Regions from separate parts of the Macaca mulatta genome. Here region 2 is linked to region 1. A link is a contact called in public Hi-C data. All regions are on one chromosome and are shown on one strand. Each heading gives the region's core, a stretch centred on a gene start, on an enhancer-like site or on the middle of the called end of the contact. The rest is flanking DNA. Distances are from core to core; before and after follow the strand shown. Region 1 holds the start of FBN1 (fibrillin 1). Region 2 holds the start of CEP152 (centrosomal protein 152).

Region 1 (4,598 bases), core at 1,742-4,241:
CACATAATTACAATTCTATTAATACCCTGTTTTTAGGAAGGCTTTAAAAATAGTTTGCAATAGGATAAGGTCTGTGTTAATGATCAAATACTGTGAGGAGCACGAGAGGTATCTCTCTATAATCACAAACAAATGTAAAACCAGACAGAGAAAGCAGTGAGTAAAAGTGTGGCATCCTGTTAAGCAACAAAGTAAAGCTTAGTTTCTTTTTTCACATTCAGTCTGTGCCTCCCAAGGGAACACCCTAGTTGGTGACAGCCCAGAGAAATGAGACAAATGTCTGACCAGGCCCCACACCTCCCTGAAGATCTTCAGCCACAGAATTAAACCCCCACTTCCTTTATATACAGGAGCAATTCTCTCAGAATAGATATTAAGATAATATTATGTAGGAGAAATGTATTTTTGAAGGAAAAATACTGGACTAAATGAGGCCCTCTTGAGAACATATGAAAATCAGAGCCTCAGTCTACTTACTGAACTTGCCACGTGCCTTGCACACAGGACAATAAACGTCTGCTGTCTGATCAGGGTCAGGCTTACCATGATAAGCAAACTTCCTTCCAACATTATCGGAATTCTGGGTTTCTTTTCCAGAAAGGCCAAGATGGAACCGAATTAATCGTAACTATGTTCTGTGCTATTTTATCACAGCCTAAGTGCTTGGCTCTTACAATCATCGTGCCCCTTCTCCAGACTAGGAGTCAAAAACTGGTCTGGTGAGTTTACTGCACTTTTTCTTCTCGTATCTTCTCATATCTCATATCCACACAAACACAAATTTTACTACATATACATGACTGTAACACCCCATAACAAAAAAAGAGTCAGGGAAATGATCAGCCACGTATCCAAGTGGACACCATCACTTGGTGGCCCAGAGCCACATAATAAAGCTACAGATCCACTCAGGAAAAGAGCATCAGTCAGGATGGTAAGAATTTAATACAAAATCTCCCTATATATACTGTCAGAGTTTACTTAACAGGCTCCTCCAAGAAGATAAAAGGGGTCATTGACAGTCCATCCTGCTGTTTCCATGGAGGCTTTAACTTAAACAATTGCAGACAAATTTCTCTTAAAGGAAATGTATTCCCACTGTCCTTCAACACAGGAAAGTGACAACCCTTAGTCAACCCGCCTAATTTAAATCTTTCTGGCCGAAACATCTATAATAGCGGCATGGGAAGCCAGTGAAATGGTCAACTGAATGTACATAATACAAACACCATTAGTTAAAAATACCTCCTTAAGGCCGGCCACAGCAGCCTTACTGCTGCAGCGAAACGGAGAGCCCCACACAACCCAAAAAAACCAGTTCTCAGAACCACTTGCCCTGTTGTGCTTCCAGTGTAGACATCTAAAGGAAGCACTGCCCGGAAAACCCAATCCGTAATCGTAATAAGCATAATTTACGGAAGAGTCGACTACTCTTGTGATTTATCCTCTGACTCTCATGGGAATCCCTTCCTTTCCTTGCCCCCTTTCAAATACAGCATCTACCAAGATGACCCCAAGGAAAGTACTTTCCTCTAGACACAACCAGAATTGGTATTGCAGGGAAAGGAATGGGCTTCTCCTCTTATCCCACTCGCAACTCCTCCCCTTCTTCCTCAAGGAACCCTTCTCGCCTCCCAAAATCTGCCTCAACAATGGCCCAAGATTCCTTTCAATCCTGTCCTCTCCTTTGGGGCAGAAATCTTTGGGAGTAGGGGCAAGGTAGTTTAACCACGAACGGGGTGGGGACTAAACAACCCTAGCACCTCTAAGGTGCCCCCAGGAGGTCTTGCCAAGGAGTCTTCCACAGGGAGAATCATCCTGCCCGTTGTTCTGCATCTTGAAACTTGGGAGACCCACACCAAAGGAGGGGACCGGTTCCTTTACCCTTTAAGCGCGTCGTGTCCTCCGCCGCCTCTTCTCTTGGCCCGACTGGCTCTGGTTTCCTTCACGTTCCCAGCCTCCAAATTGGTGTCCGCCCCATGACTCGTGTAGGACGCTAAAAGCACGGTAAATCCCAGGAAGATCTCCAGCAGGCCCCCTCGACGCATGATGCCGAGCCGCCGCCGGCTCCCGCCGCCTCCTGCCGCGCCCGGGGCTCGGTCTGCGGCCGCCGCTGCGCCCTGAAGCGCACCGCGCCGCCGGGGTCCCGCTCTCCCGCCGCCCGTCCCCCGGGCCGGGCTCCTCCCGCCTTCTCCAGGCGCTGCTCCCACTTCAGGCGGCCCCTGCCAGCTGCAACACAGAGACAAATCCCCGAGGCGGGGAGACTTTCAGGGCATCGGGATGCTGAAGCCTCGCGGTCCCCATTCCGGAGCCCAACCCGTGCGCCGCCTGCGCGTGGCGCAGTTAATTTGGGTAAGGGAAGACCGTTTGGTCCACAGCTGGCTGGAAAGCCCAGGCCCCCGGCGGCAGCAGCCCCGGCCAATCCCTTGGCCTCCCGGGCCCCGCCAAAAGAGCGCAGCGCAAAGTACCCATGTCCCCAGAGATCCTAAGTCCCGGGCGAGCTCTCTGGGTTTATTTTTTAGTGGCACGAATTGCGCGCGATGCGCGCTATAAACGCCCCACTCCTCAGCCTGCCCTCTCCGCCAGGCTGGAAGCCCGCCGCGCCGTCCCCGCCGACTCCGGGCGCTGCCACCGCCCCCCGAACATCTGACGCGGAGCCCGGCACCAAGAGCCCCGGGCCAGGAAGCCGTCAGGCAGGGGAGGGCCAGCGCCAGCTGTGGACGTTCCGGGACAGCCCCTCACCCCAGTCCCTGTCCCTGCCCTCGGCGCGGCGCGGCGCAAACGCAAAAGCCTCCGTGGCCGCAGCTCCAGCCCGGGTGGCTGCCCGACCCCCGTCGAGACCCAGGCTGCACCCACTGGAGAAGCGGCGGCTCCGACTCCCGAGGAGGCGGCGGCGGCTGCTCCCAGTCGTGGCCGCTACAGCCACTGCTCCGCTCCGCTCGCAGCTGTCCCAGCTGTGGCCGCCTGTCCGCTTGTGGCACCCACTGTCTCTGCCGCGGCTCCCGCGGCCCCCTCCTTTCCCCACCTCTTCAAGTATCGTCCGCGCAGCGGTTTCTCGCGAGAGAAATACTTTTTTAAAAAAAAGAAAGAAAAAGAAAATGACACCCCCTCCTTCATCCCCCTCATCACCACCCCACCCCCCGGCCCCATCCATCCTCCCTTTCCACTCCCCTTTGCCAGCCTCCGCCTCGGCGCGGGGCCTCTCGCTCGCAGGATTAGCGCAGTGGGAGGAGGCAGAGGTGATCAGGTCCTGCCCGGCCTGGGACTTTTTGTCTTGAGGTGGGGAGGAGAGAAATGGGAAGAGGTGGAGTAGCGGTTTTAGCCCGCTCTGCGGCTGGGAGGTCTAGATCCGAGATTAGCCTCTCCCGTGATCGGGGAAGCCCTGCCGCAGCAGAAAGTTGTTCCACCTGCGCCAAGAATGCGCGCTGGAGACGGCTGTCCCGGAGGCCCTGGCCCGAGAGGAGACCAGTCCCCGCTGCCTGCGCCTCCCGGTAGCGCGCTCCCTGCGCCTCTCCCGCCGGACACTCAGCAGACGCAGGAGGCCGGGAGGCTAAGACTGGGTGTGTCGCAGGCCGGGACCGCGGCAGGGGCTGCTGTGCCGACCGAGGAGAGGGCTCTGCCGCTCCCACTTGCCCCGGGTTGTGGAGAGCCCACTCCAGACGCGGCTCTTCTGAGGCTCAATTCAAGCCATCCAGGCCTGAATCCAGGATTCTCTCAGTCGGTGTCCAACCCAGGGGCCTGTAAATGTTGGAACCTAGGATTTAGGATGGGAGCGGTGAAGGGATGGTCCTCTTGCACAGCCCAGATTAAGATTGGGGTTCATCTGGAGTACTCTACTTACACCCTCCCTGTCCCGTCGCCCTCCCACACACACAGCTGCCTCTCCCCAGGGTATGCACGGCACAGTGAATTTAGTGGCTTTGAAAGGTATAGTATTTGTGGCATCCTTATATGGATAATGCCCGATGATGCCTGCACCCTCTAACAGTTTAGGAAGGCCGGAAGTCGCACACTGGGTCCTGGCTGCTGTAACTGGAGACCCCCAGAAAATCCCCTGCAAGCGGCCACCAGCCCACTGTCGAGCCAAAAATAAAAGCTCAGCACAAAGAGGTACCCTGGGAATGTATCCTGTTGAAAGGGATTTTCCTTATTTGTAATCGTTTGTAAAGGGGCCCAGAGAGTAGGGTAGAGAGACCTGAGCAAGTTATTCAACTTCTTTCCAATTATAAGATGGGACTTGTAGTGTCCACCACACAGGGTTATAATGGTGATGATGGACATGCTGAACTGCTATGATACATGAAGATGAAACAGTAAAACTGTGGGAACCATGAGCTGATCTAAAGCCGTAATCCTCTAAGTATGTATGTGATCTACTTTAAGTCTCACCTGCAAAAGGTCTCTTAGCAGATTCATGAATGACAGCCTTGGTCACACACTCCTGGCTGAGTAAAGGAGATCATTCATTCAAGATGTTTTTACTGAGCACGAACTGTGTACCACTTAGTGCATTGTTGAACTACACTTCAACAATTTTTAACAAGGCAGGGTCAACAATTTGAACCCGGCTACTTCAACAATTTAGTGAACAAGGCAAA
Region 2 (4,580 bases), core at 1,967-4,466, 170 kb after region 1:
AAAAACAAAACTTTGTTTAAGGCAAAAGACATCATTAACAAGTCAAATATTGTGTATGAAAAAATACAGCCAGGCACTGTGGCTCAAGCCTGTAATCCCAGCACTTTGGGAGACCGAGGCGGGAGGATCACAAGGTAAGGAGATCGAGACCATCCTGGCTAACATGGTGAAACCCCGCCTCTACCAAAAATACAAAAAAATCAGCCGGGCGTGGTGGTGGGCGCCTGTAGTCCCAGCTACTCGGGAGGCTGAGGCAGGATAATGGCGTGAACCCGGGAAGCGGAGCTTGCAGTGAGCTGAGATCACACCACTGCACTCCAGCCTGGGCAACAGAGCAAGACTCCATCCCCAAAAGAAGAAAAGAAAAGAAAAAGAAAAAAAAGAAAAAATACATCACTAACAAAGTCCAGAAAAATGAGAATCAGAAAAATATTTGCAAAGCACCTCACAAAGTCCCAATATAAAATTCTTAAAAAGACAGACAATCCAATATAAAATTGGGTGACTGATATGACAATTTATTTTAAAAAGTGTAAATCAATTAGTTTGAAAAGATGCTTAAGCTCGTGATGTTTCAAAAAAGTGTCATTTAAACAACGATATGCCACTTTCAACAACCACTAGATTGAAAAAAAAAAAAATTATCAACCAGTGGTGACTATTTTGTATTTTGTATGGCTCATGAGTTGCTGGTGAAAATATGAACTGCTAAACCATCTTGAAAACTATCAAAATTAATATATTGAAAATGAACATTTGCACTAGTAAAATTATTTTTGAATTTGTCATACTATACCACTAGTAAAAATAATGAAAATTTTCTATATCTATTGACTCAAGGCTGACCACTTAAGAAATCAAGATGCAGAATAAGTGTACAGTATGTTTTGGTTTTCTTTTTCAGTAGCAGACTGGTAGACTTTCTTCCTAGATAACTTTTTCTGAACCCTTAACAAGACTACAAAAAGTATGTCCTGTTGTTACACTCCGATGGATGCTCTGACCCAGCATTTCTTTCGTTGTCCCTGATTTTCTCTGCCCTCCTTGCAACAAAACCAATCAGTGTTTATTTAGACAAAAGATTACAAAGCAAAAGTAGTATTGTTTTCGCCTCATCTAATAAACTATAAGCACCCTGAAGGCAGAATTAAAATGTATCTACCCGCTTGCACATGGTAGGCACATAACAAATATTTGTTGACTGAATATGATACAGGCATGTTACCTTATAGGAATTCATTATTTCAATAAAATTTTATTGAATACCCACTGTGTTCCAGATCACATCCTAGATACATCTAAAACATGGTACCAGCCATGAGGAGCTCACTGTCTCTGCTCATCCTCTCTTAGAGCCACTGATATAAACAGTTACAATAACATATTGTAATAAATTCCGTAGTAGATGAAAGTACAAAGCACAAATTAACTTTTCCTAAGAAGAAAGGATAGTTTAGAGAATTTTTACAGAAAAAAAAGAGCTTTTAGATTAGAAATAAATCTTAAAGGACACAATATGGCTATAACTGGCTCTAAGAATGAGGGCACTCATTCAGACAACCTGAGCTCAATTCTGGCTCTTTTATTTATCAGCAGTGCAGTCTTGAGCAAACCGTTTCTGCCTCTTCGTTAATGAAATGGGGGTAGAAATAATACCTACTTCAAAGATTGATTCTGAGGATTCACAAGATAATACATGTAAAGTAATTAGCACTATGTACCAATCAATACATTCTAGTTTTATTATTATTATGACATGATTACTGATGAATAGGAGTCTGACAGCTACCGAAGAGGTTACGGGAATAAAGAGGATTCCGCATATCTGAGAAAAGGTGAGTGTGCAGCCTATGAGAAATGTCACTTCAAATAATGCAACTTCCTATGGAACAAAAATGCCACCCTCCTTCAAGATGCCTTTCCAAGCCTGTTCCCCCATAGAATAAGCCACTCCTTTGCACTTTCAGACTGTATGTCTTATGCTTTTCTTATGGCTTCTACTTCAGCTTCTCTTTAGTTGAGCGCATTCACCTGCCTGGGGAGTGCATGTTCATTGTCACGCACTATGAAGGTATATGGTGATAACAGGCTTAAATCAGACTCGAGTTCATGACTACGATATAGAAAGGGTTATAAACCCCCACAAAAGGGGTCTCTAAGAATTGCACTGGGAGTTGGGAAATTCTACTTACTTGCTGACATAACTCGCCTTCTAGAATGGAAATAGCCAGAGCACACAGCTCAGTTTAGACTTGCAACACCTGGTGGAGGCGCCCTATTCATTCATTCAACAATTTACCAAGCACTGTTCAAGATTACAAAGTTTAACGGGACGTGATGGAGGGAAAGAAAATAGACATATAAACAAATGATCACAACATCTTGTGATCAGTGCTAATGACAGCACTTTGGACAAATTGATTTAAGTTGCTCAGAGAGCGGAGCGAGTAATGCTAATACACAATAGGCATCCACAGGCTAAGCGAATGACCTTGAGGAACTGTTTGGCGTCAGCTACAGCACTACAAACATGACCAAAGCCACACGGGGCCCATAACCCAGGACTGCTGGCTTTGGGTGCCAGCATCACTTGTACTCGGTCAACACACGTGCACACAGCACCTACTGTGAGCCAGGAGTAACGCCAGGGTGACCAAGGCGGGGTCCGCAGAGTAGGGTCTCGGGGCGACCCCAGCAGTTTGGAAACGAGGCGGGCTTCCCATATGTCGCTTCTAAATAGGATATTGGAGGAATGAAGAGGTCTAAATGACACGTTAAAGGTAAAAGCTGAGCCCGCAACTTGCGGGCAGTCCACCACCGCGGGATTTGGGGAGAGGGCAGGTCAGCCCCCGGGGAACCCTCAGCCAGGATCCCGAGGACCCCGCAACTCCTCTAACCCCAGGTCCAAGCCCACCCGTGAATCAGAACTCACCAGAGGCCACGCAGGCTGTTACCGCGAGGAAACTCTAGCCCTGGCGGAAGACCAACTTCTAGCAAACCCCCTTACCCTGGTTGTAGTCCACTAGCTCCTTCCTAGTCACAACCGAACCCACGGGGCGGAGGCCCTTAAGGAGCAGTCGCCTCCTTCAATCGCCGACTAGAAGCTCGCCCGGTGGGCGGAGCCGTGCCGGCTCGGGGCAGAGCGAGGAAGCAGAAGTCTCCGCCTTCCTCAAGCTTGGTTGACAAGTCCGCCCGCAGTTGCAAAGTACGGCTGTTTGAAAGCGGGCGCCAGAGGTGGCGGGAAGCTCCCCCTGTGCGTCCATTGGTGAATTCGTGAGCCAATTACGAGGAAGTTACTCTGGAGTGGGCGGGCTGATCGGTTGCCTAGAGACGCCGAGGCGCTTTGCCCGCTACCTTCCGCCAGGGTGCACCGGCCTTACCGGCACCCCTTGCCCCTTTGGTAACGGAGACTGCAGAGGTGACTCGTGCCTCCTACGCTTCAGCACACAGAATCCCGCAGATTCCCCACCGAACTCTTGCCTTAGAGGTTTTTTGCATTTGCCCTTCTTGTTTTCTAAGGCACCTGCTTCCCCATTACCTAACAGCCTTAGATGTTCTGCTTTGTCTTCTATCTTACTAGGTGCCGCTTTGTTTACATTTTTGCTTCTTTAAACTGATAAGATGGCACATTTGTCCACGTGTCTGTTCACTATTCTAATTTCCTCGGGTGTAAGTGTTCTTGTCCCTTAGGTGTATATTATTAACCTGCCCCTAAAGACAGCGCCACCCAGTCTTCAGTGAAGCCCAGTACTGTGTCTATCTTCTCTGGCTGAAACAGTTCCAGTGAATAATAAAGGAATTGGTGGCAGCAGGTTCACATATCCTTTCAACTCTTTCCCATGTGTACTGGCGTGGAGTAAAATGGCTGTTCGAGGCTCTTCATAATGTGGCTAGTTTTCCTTTGCTACTTCACCATCCACCCCCATGCCTACACTGACCCCTGTAACCCCATAAACTGGTATAGAGTTTGGCAAATAACAGGTAATTTAATCCACTGTAATAGAATGAATGAAATCACAGGCTGAGCTAACAATGGTTCCCAGAGCGCTTTTTTTGTTTCACCTGCTGTGAAAGCTGTTTCTTTCACCTGCATTGCCTCTACCTTAGTTCTCCTCCTACTTAGTTTTCGAGATAGACTATCACCTCTTTTGAAGCCTTTCATGATACACACTCCCTCACTTCGCAGAAATGATCTTTCCTACCTCTGTACACAGTGTATCCTATATATCCTATTATAGTTCTTATATCCACTATAGTTTTTGTGTGTCTGTTACACTCAGTACAATGTGAATATCTTGAAGTACTCACTTTACTTCTTGGGTATCTAACATGTTTCATGACCCTGGTAGGCACTCAAAACAATTACATTAAATGAGAAAATGAATAAATGAACAAATGAACAAATAGATGAAGATTTTGGCAGGGGGGGCAGGCAGTAAAAGCAAATAAAAGGCATTCAAGTAAATGGCATTTGTTGAATCTGACCCAAGGCATCTTAGTGAGAATCAAATGCACTTTTCACTTCTCACATCCCACTGAAGTCGATTGGCAAACTTCTGTGCTGAGGGTTATAATGGAGT

The links. A called contact is a pair of places that touch in the nucleus more often than the background predicts.
Region 2: a contact with region 1 is called in a Hi-C map of fetal cortex germinal zone, with 2.7 times the contacts expected there. The contact joins the promoter of CEP152 here to the promoter of FBN1 in region 1. A contact is called at or near these places in 2 of 14 Hi-C or Micro-C datasets (fetal cortex germinal zone and fibroblasts).

What each region holds. Positions count from the first base shown.
Region 1 is chr7:25,971,861-25,976,458 of T2T-MMU8v2.0, forward strand. FBN1 (fibrillin 1) reads right to left here and starts at 2,992. Exons shown (of 66, transcript XM_015142182.3): 1 at 2,857-2,992; 2 at 1,885-2,229. The coding sequence starts at 2,048.
Region 2 is chr7:26,142,372-26,146,951 of T2T-MMU8v2.0, forward strand. CEP152 (centrosomal protein 152) reads right to left here and starts at 3,217. Exons shown (of 27, transcript XM_077939387.1): 1 at 3,008-3,217.